Regions from separate parts of the Capra hircus genome. Here region 2 is linked to region 1. A link is a contact called in public Hi-C data. All regions are on one chromosome and are shown on one strand. Each heading gives the region's core, a stretch centred on a gene start, on an enhancer-like site or on the middle of the called end of the contact. The rest is flanking DNA. Distances are from core to core; before and after follow the strand shown. Region 1 overlaps TEX14 (inactive serine/threonine-protein kinase TEX14). Region 2 holds the start of TEX14 (inactive serine/threonine-protein kinase TEX14).

Region 1 (4,564 bases), core at 1,058-3,557:
TGGCTTCAATCCCTGGTCAGGGAACTATGATGCCACAAACAGCATGGAATGGCCATAAATACATAAATAAACAAAATTATCTGTAAATAAATAAAATAGAATTTTTAAAATAAAAAGGAATTTCCCTGGTGGTCCACTGGCTAAGACTCCACACTCCTAATGCAGGGAGCCTGGGCTCTATCCCTGCTCAGAGAACTAGATCCCACACGCCGCAGCTAAAGATCCCACGTGTCACGACTAAAGATCCTGTGTGCTGCAACTGAGACCTGGCACAGCCAAATAAATAAATACATTGTTTTAAAATAAATTTTTAAAAAAATTTTTAATTAAAAAAATTAAGAGCATGCAGAGCTCCCGCTGTGTGGAGGCCTGCTCTAGCCTCTAGGTATCTGAGATATGGCAGCAGATAAAACAGAAATCCCTGTCCTCATAGAGCTTTTCTAAGAAGTAAATTATGAGATGCAAGACCTGCCAGGGGCTTCCCAGGTGGCACTAGTGGTAAAGAACTCGCCTGCCAATGCAGGAGACATGAGGGATAAGGGTTTGATCCCTGGATCGGGAAGATCCCCTGGAGGAGGGCATGGCAACCCACTCCAGCATTCTTGCCTGGAAAATCCCATAGACAGAGGAGCCTGGCAGGCAACAGTCCATGGGATTGCAAAGAGTCAGCCATGACTGAAGTGACTTAGCAGGTATGCACGCAAGACCTGCCAGAGACTCAGAAATAAAACCTCAGTGATGGTGGTGGGTGAGGACCAGGCTCAGCGGAGGTGAGCAGGTCTCAGCCAGGGGTCTGCCCGCGGCTCAGGCTGCACCCGAGCAGCCCTGGGCCCGGGCCTCAGAGCTGCGGAGGACGGTAAGGAAGCGCAGGGTAGATCCTCTGCCCCCCAGAACTGAGGGGCAGGAGATGGGGGCCAGCCCTCCACTCTCAGGAGGACTCTGACTTCTGCCAAATGCGAAATGAAGCCCATGCCCGAAACCTCGAGTAAAGATGATGTTTTCATCACTACTTCCCTCCCTGCACTGAGCCCCACCTACTCAGGTCAGGATCGTAAGGCTCACCAGCACCCACCGCCTTCTCACATCTTCCAGGATGCACAGCTGTGGTGCATTTCCCAGCCTGCCTGCAGGGAAGAGGTGACTGGGTGCTGGGCCTTGTAAAGTGGGAAGTAATGATACACCTACTTCCGGTAGTCCCTAAACCCCTCCACGCGTCCCTCCAGGCTTGCTCTTTCTCAATGAGCAGCGATGCGGAGGACACAGTGGGAGGCTGAGGCCTGGGGGCCAGTGGAGCCCTGGAAGGGAGGAATGCAGAGCACGGTGAATGCCATCCCTTCCCAACACACACACGCTGCATGGCAAGGTGAGTGAGAAATACTTGGGCTGTGTGAAGCCACAGAAAATTCTGAAAACTTACAGTCTGGCTAACATGTGCTCATGCCTGTCAAATATTCATTATAATGAACAGAAGTAACTTCCCCAAAGCCCCTCTAACCTGGGCTGACAGGGGAAGACACTGGGAAACCTCTTCCTCCATTGATTAGGCAGTTCAGCCCACCAATGAGGGATCCTGCCCAGGTCAGATTCTCTCTCTACAGCAAAGCACCCACCCTGGGGAGACCCTGTTTGGAAGTCATGATCGAGGTGAGCCCACCTTTCCATCATGTACTCCAGGTTGGCCAGCCTCGCTTCCCCTGTGGAGACAATGTGGATGGCGTAGGAGCTGAGGGAGCGGTGGATAAAGCCCCGGGAATGCAGGTATCTCAGGGCGTCGGAGATCTGGAGCAGCAGGTGCACGATCACCTCCATGTGCAACACGGGGAACTGGGCCCGCTGCAAGCAAGAACAAAGGATGCTGCAAAGGGCTTCACAGTTTCCAGTCTTTTGTATTGACCTTCATGACAGCCACCAGGTGTCATGACAGCCACCTGCTGTCATGGTGGGGAACCTAAGATTCAATGAGGTTAAGTGACCAGCCTGAGGTCCCACTGACTCAGGGCCCCTGACTCCAAACCTGGGTTCCTCTCCCTTAGCCAAGCTGCTTGATATTACCAAAAAAATGAGGAGAAAAGTCCTCAAACCTGGTCTGCACCTCCAGTGTGGGCCCCACCGCCACTGGCAATGCCAAGCCTGTGCTGCGGGAGAACTTGACACACAAAGGACAATCCAGCCCCTGCTGTGGCCAGAGGACCTAGAAAGTTTACTCCAGGAGGACAGAAATCCCCTCATACTAAGACACCCAGTCACAGGAGCTCTCTTCTCTCCCCAGAAGTGGCATTGTAAGTCAACGCCCTCCCCCGAGGAGAGGAAAGGGAACTCTAACACTGAGAGGTGAAACCCGAAACCCAGGCAGGAGGAGGGGTGAGCCGTTTCAGGGAAGGGCCCTTCCTGCAGGCTCTTTTCTCACTCCAGCCTAGGGTCTTCAAAACAAAGCCATGGAGAAAGAAAAACCAATCTATCAGGACCTTTTGGAAGTCACATTTCAGGCCAAAGCAAGCTCCCACGGAGTCTGTGTGTCCCATACCCTCCACCAGGAAAGCTGAAAAGTAGGAAGAGACAGACAAGGCCTTGCATATAAAGGTCCCAGAGGGCAGCGGTCCCCAACCTTTCTGGCACCAGGGACCAGTTTTGTGGAAGACAATTTTTCCACAAAATGGGGGCGGGGGAGGTAAAGTATCCAGATGCTTCAAGCACGTCACATTTATTGCGCCCTTTATCTCTATTATTATTACATCAGCGCCATCTTAGACCATCAGGCTCTAGGAGGCTGAGGGCCCCTGCGTTAGGGCACAAGGGAAAATGCCAGGAAACAAGGCCAGAGACTGTTTGGTTACTGTGAGCTACAAGTGTGGCTGTGTGTTTTCTGGGTCTACTGAGCTCTCAGATGTGTGATTAAAAAAGCCAGACTAACAATAATAAAATCACACTAGTTCCAATGTGCTGATTAGCTTTAAACGGTGCATTACACAGCCCCCCTCAGAGTAAAGAATTAGGAGATTTCTCTTCTATGCGTGCACAAATGGGAACTCTGCTCCTGGGGTAAAAGAAGAGAGAGAAAGGGAAAGGAGAGCTGGAGTGGCGGGGAAAGGCAGCAAGGGGAAAATGCGGGGAAACAGGCATTCACCCGTTCGTGGAGGACACTGAACAGCGTGCCCACCGTGACGCGCTCGTACACGAGGCGGGTCTTCTCCAGGTCCGGGGACAGGCACACAGCCATCAGCTGCAGCAGGTGGGGGTGCCGCAACTTGCTGCAGAGGCAAAGAGGACAGGATGAAACGATGGGTGCTTTCCTTTCTTCTGGGCTCCCTGAACACATTCCACACAAATTCTATTTACACACAATGTTTTGCTAAGAAAGTGGGATGGGGTAGGGGTTGAGTTCTCTGTTGATGGAATTCTCGGCTTTTCACTGATCAGAACCTGAAGGCTTAGGGTCATCGATGACAATGTCACTAACAGCTACTGAGAAAGGGACTCGACATACATCACCTTGATCCTAACAACTAGCTATAGGAAAGGTGCCATTACAGTTACACTCATAGAGATCAAGAAGCAAAGGCCAGGGAGAGGTCAGGCCCAAGGTCACACGTCCCACCCAGCCTCACATCAGAATCCACGTCACGAGCCTGTCCAGCCTCCTTGAGTCCCTTCAGGCTGACTTCCCCAAAACGAAGCGCTTGGCTTTATAGGAGCTGAGTGAAATTGATGAGCCAGGACTATTCCAAGGCCTCAGCACACTGGTATGCAGCCGAGGATGAAGCTCCTGCCCCAGCAAGACATGAAGGACCCGCAGGACTGACCCTGAGCCACAGGGAACCTAGGGTACTGAGACGTGTGGGCATGTCTTCCAAGGAGAGACAGCACACGCGGTCCTGACGGTGGGCCTTGAGGGCTGCAGATGAGCCAGCCAGGCCTGAGGCCGGACCTCAGAGACATGCAGGGAGTCTATTAGCAGACAGAATTGAGCCTCTCACTACCACCATCCCCAGCACCCAGGCTTTTCAAGAATGCTTCTTTCTCCTTCTTGGCAGCCCTGGGAAGTCAAATCAACCCACCAGGAGGAAATGCTAAGACTAAAGAGGCTGGTCTCCACCCTCAGGTACAGCCCTGCATAGCCCTGAACCTGGGTCTGAGACGCTCTTGGGTTTTTCTTGCCTGCTGTGCTCTTGCTCGGCGATTAACAAGTCGGCCAGGCGCAGCCTGCTGCAGTGCGGGTGGGTGGAGAGGTGCAGCTCCTTCACCGTGACCCTGCTCCCGTTCCACACCAGGCTGCCGGGGCAGGAGAGGGAGTGAGCAGGAGGGGTGTGAGCAGGAGGGGGTGAACAGCCACTCTGCAGACACGTGATCAGGGAACAGTGTTTACACAGGTTCTGTACAGCTCCCTCCCCACCCCACGCCCTGCCCCTGCAATGTTGTGTCCTCCCCGCTCCTACCCCCAGGGCCTAAAGCACTTCGGGGACTTAGTACAGGTGGCAGAGAATCACTGAGGGATTTAAGGGAGGGAGTGACTTGATCAGGTTTGCATGTTAGAAAGACCAGGGCACCAGCTGTGTGGGGAGTGGTG
Region 2 (4,564 bases), core at 815-3,314, 57 kb after region 1:
TGTGGATCTCTTACATGTCCTGCATTGTTAGGCAGGTTCTCTACCATTAGTGCTACCTGGGAAACCCACATTAACTATACCTCCAAAAAAAAAAAAGTTTAAAAAAAAAAGAATATGAAGATACAGAACACTCAGGAGATGTCTAGGAGACAGATTAAAAAATGTCACAGAACTCTGCTTCTCATGTTGGAGGATATGGATAGACAGACACTAGAAGTCATAGCATGCCCATCTTGAACATCAATTTTCATATTAAAACACACACAGATCTGTCATGAAGTAAAATGAACAATTTTGGAGGGGGTAAAAAACAGAAGCTTTTAAATAAATTTAGTTTACCACCAGCCACTTTATCTACAGATTCTAGGGATGGTACATGGAAACACTTGAGAATTTTTTGAGAGAAGTATTTTGGAGATAGTTGAGTCCTTAAAAAATGGGTGCTACCCTTCTGGAAGTTGTCAGGAATACTGTTGAGGCAAAAGGAGAAACACTGTAGAAAAATTAGGTCACCTTGACTGCTCCATAAACCAGCTGAGAGAAACTTTCTAAGCCTTCTTTTTAATACTGGTTACTTCTGGTTACTCTTGAAAAAGCAGGTCTGGATCTCTAGATCAGGAGCAAATACCAACAGAGTTTTCGTCTGAGTATGATTTTCTGTGTGTTTGTTCTTTCGAAGATTGCCTGAGCTATGTTTGTTGTTTCTGTCTGCCCAACAGCAAAACAAAAACAAAACACCTTGAAAATAACTGGGTCATTTGTAGTGGCATGGATGGACCTAGAGTCTGTCATACAGAGTGATGCAAATCAGAAAGAAAAAATCAAGCGCATATATATATATCCATATGGAATCTGGAAAAATGGCACAGATGAGCCTATTTGCTGGCAGGAACTCAGATGAAGAAGCAGAGAACAAACTTTTGGACAAACCAGGGGAAAGAGAGGGTGAAATGAATTGAGCAGCATGGACACATATATACACTGCTGCTGCTGCTGCTGCTGCTGCTAAGTCGCTTCAGTCGTGTCCGACTCTGTGCGACCCCATAGACAGCAGCCCACCAGGCTCCCCCGTCCCTGGGATTCTCCAGGCAAGAACACTGGAGTGGGTTGCCATTTCCTTCTCCAATGCATGAAAGTGAAAAGTGAAAGGGAAGTCGCTCAGTCGTGTCCGACCCTCAGTGACCCCAAGGACTACAGCCTTCCAGGCTCCTCCGTCCATGAGATTTTCCAGGCGAGCGTACTGGAGTGGGGTGCCACTGCCTTCTCCACATATATACACTACCATGCATAAAATACCTAGTGGGAGAACAGCTCTGCAACACAGGGAGCTCAGCTCCTCGCGCTGTGATGACCTAGAGACGTAGGAGGGGGTTGGGGTGGGAAGGAGGCTCAAGAGGGAAGGAATATATGTTTACTCATAGCTGATTCACATTGTTGTACACAGCAGAAACTAACACAACACTGTAAAGCCATTATACACCGATTATAAAACAAAATAAACAGAAACACCTTGAAAACAAAATATCAAGTGCCTGTGTAAGGAGCAAGGAAGAAGAGAGCCATGAAAACTGGCCTTCTCACTCCACCACAAACCTCAGAAGACTCAGTAGATGGGGTAGATTTGAAGGAGAAAAGAGAAACCGGCAGAATCTAAAGTGGGTGGCTGGGGCCTGAGGTGAAACCTTTAGGGGCCTAAAGAACGGAAGACTTCATGGTTTCTTAGCACAAAACAAAACATAACATAACAGCCTCCAGCGATTTACGACCTCTGTTGAGCAAGCCAACTGCACTGGTAGAGAACAGCTCATCTCTAAATTTAACTTCCAATTCCCCCAAGAATTCATAGTCTTATGATGTACCTGGTTTTCCTTCCAATGCTATTCAGTAATGTGAATCAAGTTGCATGTGCTATTTTAATATGATGCCTACCTTTCTTAAGAATCTTCTTCACTTTCACATAGTTCCCCTGTTTGACATACTCATGAAGCTGTGCTTCCAAGGAGTCATTTCTTAAGGAACCAAGCTGAACAGGACAGGGGACTGGAAGGTGAACAGCCCGAGACATCCTGTTTCAAAAGAAAGCAACATACTTATTTCTAACTGAACCAGAAATGCAAGGAAAAACGTTCAATTCTTTCACATTTCTTTCACTTCTTGTCCATTTTCATTTATAATGAATAGGATTGGGGGACAAAGACCCCGAGCTCCTGAAGCGGGGGATCTGGGTTTGATCTCTGGTCGGGGAACTAAAATCCTGCATACCTTGCTGCTGCTGCTGCTAAGTCACTTCAGTCGTGTCCGACTCTGTGTGACCCCAAAGACGGCAGCCCACCAGGCTCCCCCATCTCTGGGATTCTCTAGGCAAGAACACTGGAGTGGATTGCCATTTCCTTCTCCGATGCATGAAAGTGAAAAGTCAAAGTGAAGTTGCTCAGTCATGTCTGACTCTCAGTGACCCCATGGACTGCAGCCTACAGGCTCCTCTGTCCATGAGATTTTCCAGGCAAGAGTACTGGAGTGGGGTGCCATGAGGCATGGCCAAAATTAAATAAATTAAAATAAATTCTAAAAGATTAAATTTTATTCTCAATGTTACTGTTGACATTGAAGAACTCAATATTTTTGTCAATTCCTGGGAGTGAAAATGGAGAAGGCAATGGCAACCTACTGCAGTGTTCTTGCCTTGAGAATCCCAGGGATGGGGGAGCCTGGTGGGCTGCAGTCTATGGGGTCACACAGAGTCAGACACGCGTGAAGCGACTTAGCAGCAGCAGCAGGGAGTGAAAAAGTGATGATACCAAGAAGTAGAATTAGAAATACACATTTATTGCATCATCAAGACCATTAGGAGAGTATTAACTTGTGAGTTTGTGTTTTGTTTTGGCCTTGAGGCTTATGGGATCCTATTTCCTGGACCACGGATTGAACTCGAACTCTTGGCAGTGAAAGTGCGAAGTCCTAACTGCTGAACTACCAGGGAATTCCCAGGAGGGCATTCACTTTGAAAAGTTAGGGGACTTCTTTGGGGGTCAAGTGGCTAAGACTTGGCACTCCCAATGCAGGGTGCCCAGGTTTAATCCCTGGTAGGAGAACTAGATCTCACATGCCAAGACCAGAAGATCCCGCATGTTGCAAATAAGACCCAGTGCAGCCAAAATAAATACAAATAAATATTTTAAAAATTCTGCACCACAATAACTCTTGTCCAAAAAAGAACAAACAGTATACAAATGCAGACATTTATGTAGAGGGTAGACAGTCTGTGGATTGGGTTCAGAGTTCAGACTCTGAAGTTCTCAACCTGGCTGTGTCACTTCCCTGTGTGACCTTGAAGAAATTATTTAACCTTTCATGGGCCTCAATTTCCTCATCTATAAATGGGAGTACTCTGTAAAGTGCTTAGAACTCTGCCTGGAACCAAGGAACTGTCTATAGTTGTTAGCTGCTGTTATGCACACTAGAACCTATGCACACTAGAATGGTAACTGCACCATTTCACATCACCACCAGCAGTGAAAAAGGGTCCCAATTTTTCCAGATCTTCATCAATACTTAATTCTTGTTTTGTTCTTTAAATAATAGTCATTTTAGAATGTCCCTGATGGTCCAGTGGTCAAGAATCCACCTATCAATGCACAGAACCTGGGTTGGATCCCTGGTCTGGGACGATTTCACATGCCTTGGGGCAACTAGGTCCCTGGGCAACAACTACTGAGCCCACACTCTACAAGAAACCCTCCCACTGCAACAAAGTGGCCCCCATTTCCCCAACTAGAGAAAAACCTCCAGCAGTAACTAAGACCCAGTGCTGGCAAAAATAACTATTTTAAAAGTGATTTTAACGTTGACCTTTAAAAAATTTTATTTATTTGCATTTACACCAATATATGACATTTTGACTTAAAATACTCAAATCTTCAGACCTGCTTGTTTCATACGTTTCCTAAAGCTGCCAAAATTAAGCATCGACTGTTAATCATGTTTATGCTAACTTCCACTTCCTATGTACTTTTCAGTTTACCTCCTTTTAGAATTCTTTTCCAGTCACCCTCAGAGATTCTCTTTTTTTAAAAGAATACCATTGTAGAGTAATAGCGTTTAAAACGGTTCTGAACATTACTAAAGCATATTTTTAACCAACCAGCTCCTGCAACTACTTAATCGGTAATTCCCCCTGAAAACTGCAGCTAAACGAACATTTCAGTACTGTAAATTTGGCCGACTAACCCAGTAAGACTCAAGAGAAGACTCTTGAGAGTCCCTTGGACTGCAAGGAGATCCAACCAGTCCATCCTAAAGGAGATCAGTCCTGGGTGTTCTTTCGGAAAGTGAAAGTGAAGTCGCTCAGCTCAGTCCTGTCCGATTCTTTGCGACCCCACGGACTGTAGCCTACCAGGCTCCTCTGTCCATGAGATTCTCCAGGCAAGAATACTACAGTGAGTTGCCATTTCCTTCTCCAGGGAATCTTCCCGAACCAGGGATCGAACCCTGGTCTCCTGAATTGGAGGCAGACGCTTTAACCTCTGAGCCACCAAGACTGATGCTAAAGCTGAAATTCCAATAC

The links. A called contact is a pair of places that touch in the nucleus more often than the background predicts.
Region 2: a contact with region 1 is called in a Hi-C map of blood, with 2.4 times the contacts expected there. The contact joins the promoter of TEX14 here to the enhancer-like site in region 1. A contact is called at or near these places in 2 of 5 Hi-C or Micro-C datasets (both in blood).

What each region holds. Positions count from the first base shown.
Region 1 is chr19:9,191,469-9,196,032 of ARS1.2, forward strand. TEX14 (inactive serine/threonine-protein kinase TEX14) reads right to left here. Exons shown (of 32, transcript XM_018064130.1): 7 at 4,156-4,269; 8 at 3,125-3,248; 9 at 1,655-1,833. Among named protein-coding and RNA genes, the nearest start is that of TEX14, 57 kb to the right of the region's middle. Within about 2 kb of position 2,308, at least 3 of the 5 cell types and tissues checked have an H3K27ac peak or open chromatin away from gene starts, as enhancers often do.
Region 2 is chr19:9,248,888-9,253,451 of ARS1.2, forward strand. It overlaps TEX14 (inactive serine/threonine-protein kinase TEX14), which reads right to left and starts at 2,065. Exons shown (of 32, transcript XM_018064130.1): 1 at 1,930-2,065. The coding sequence starts at 2,065.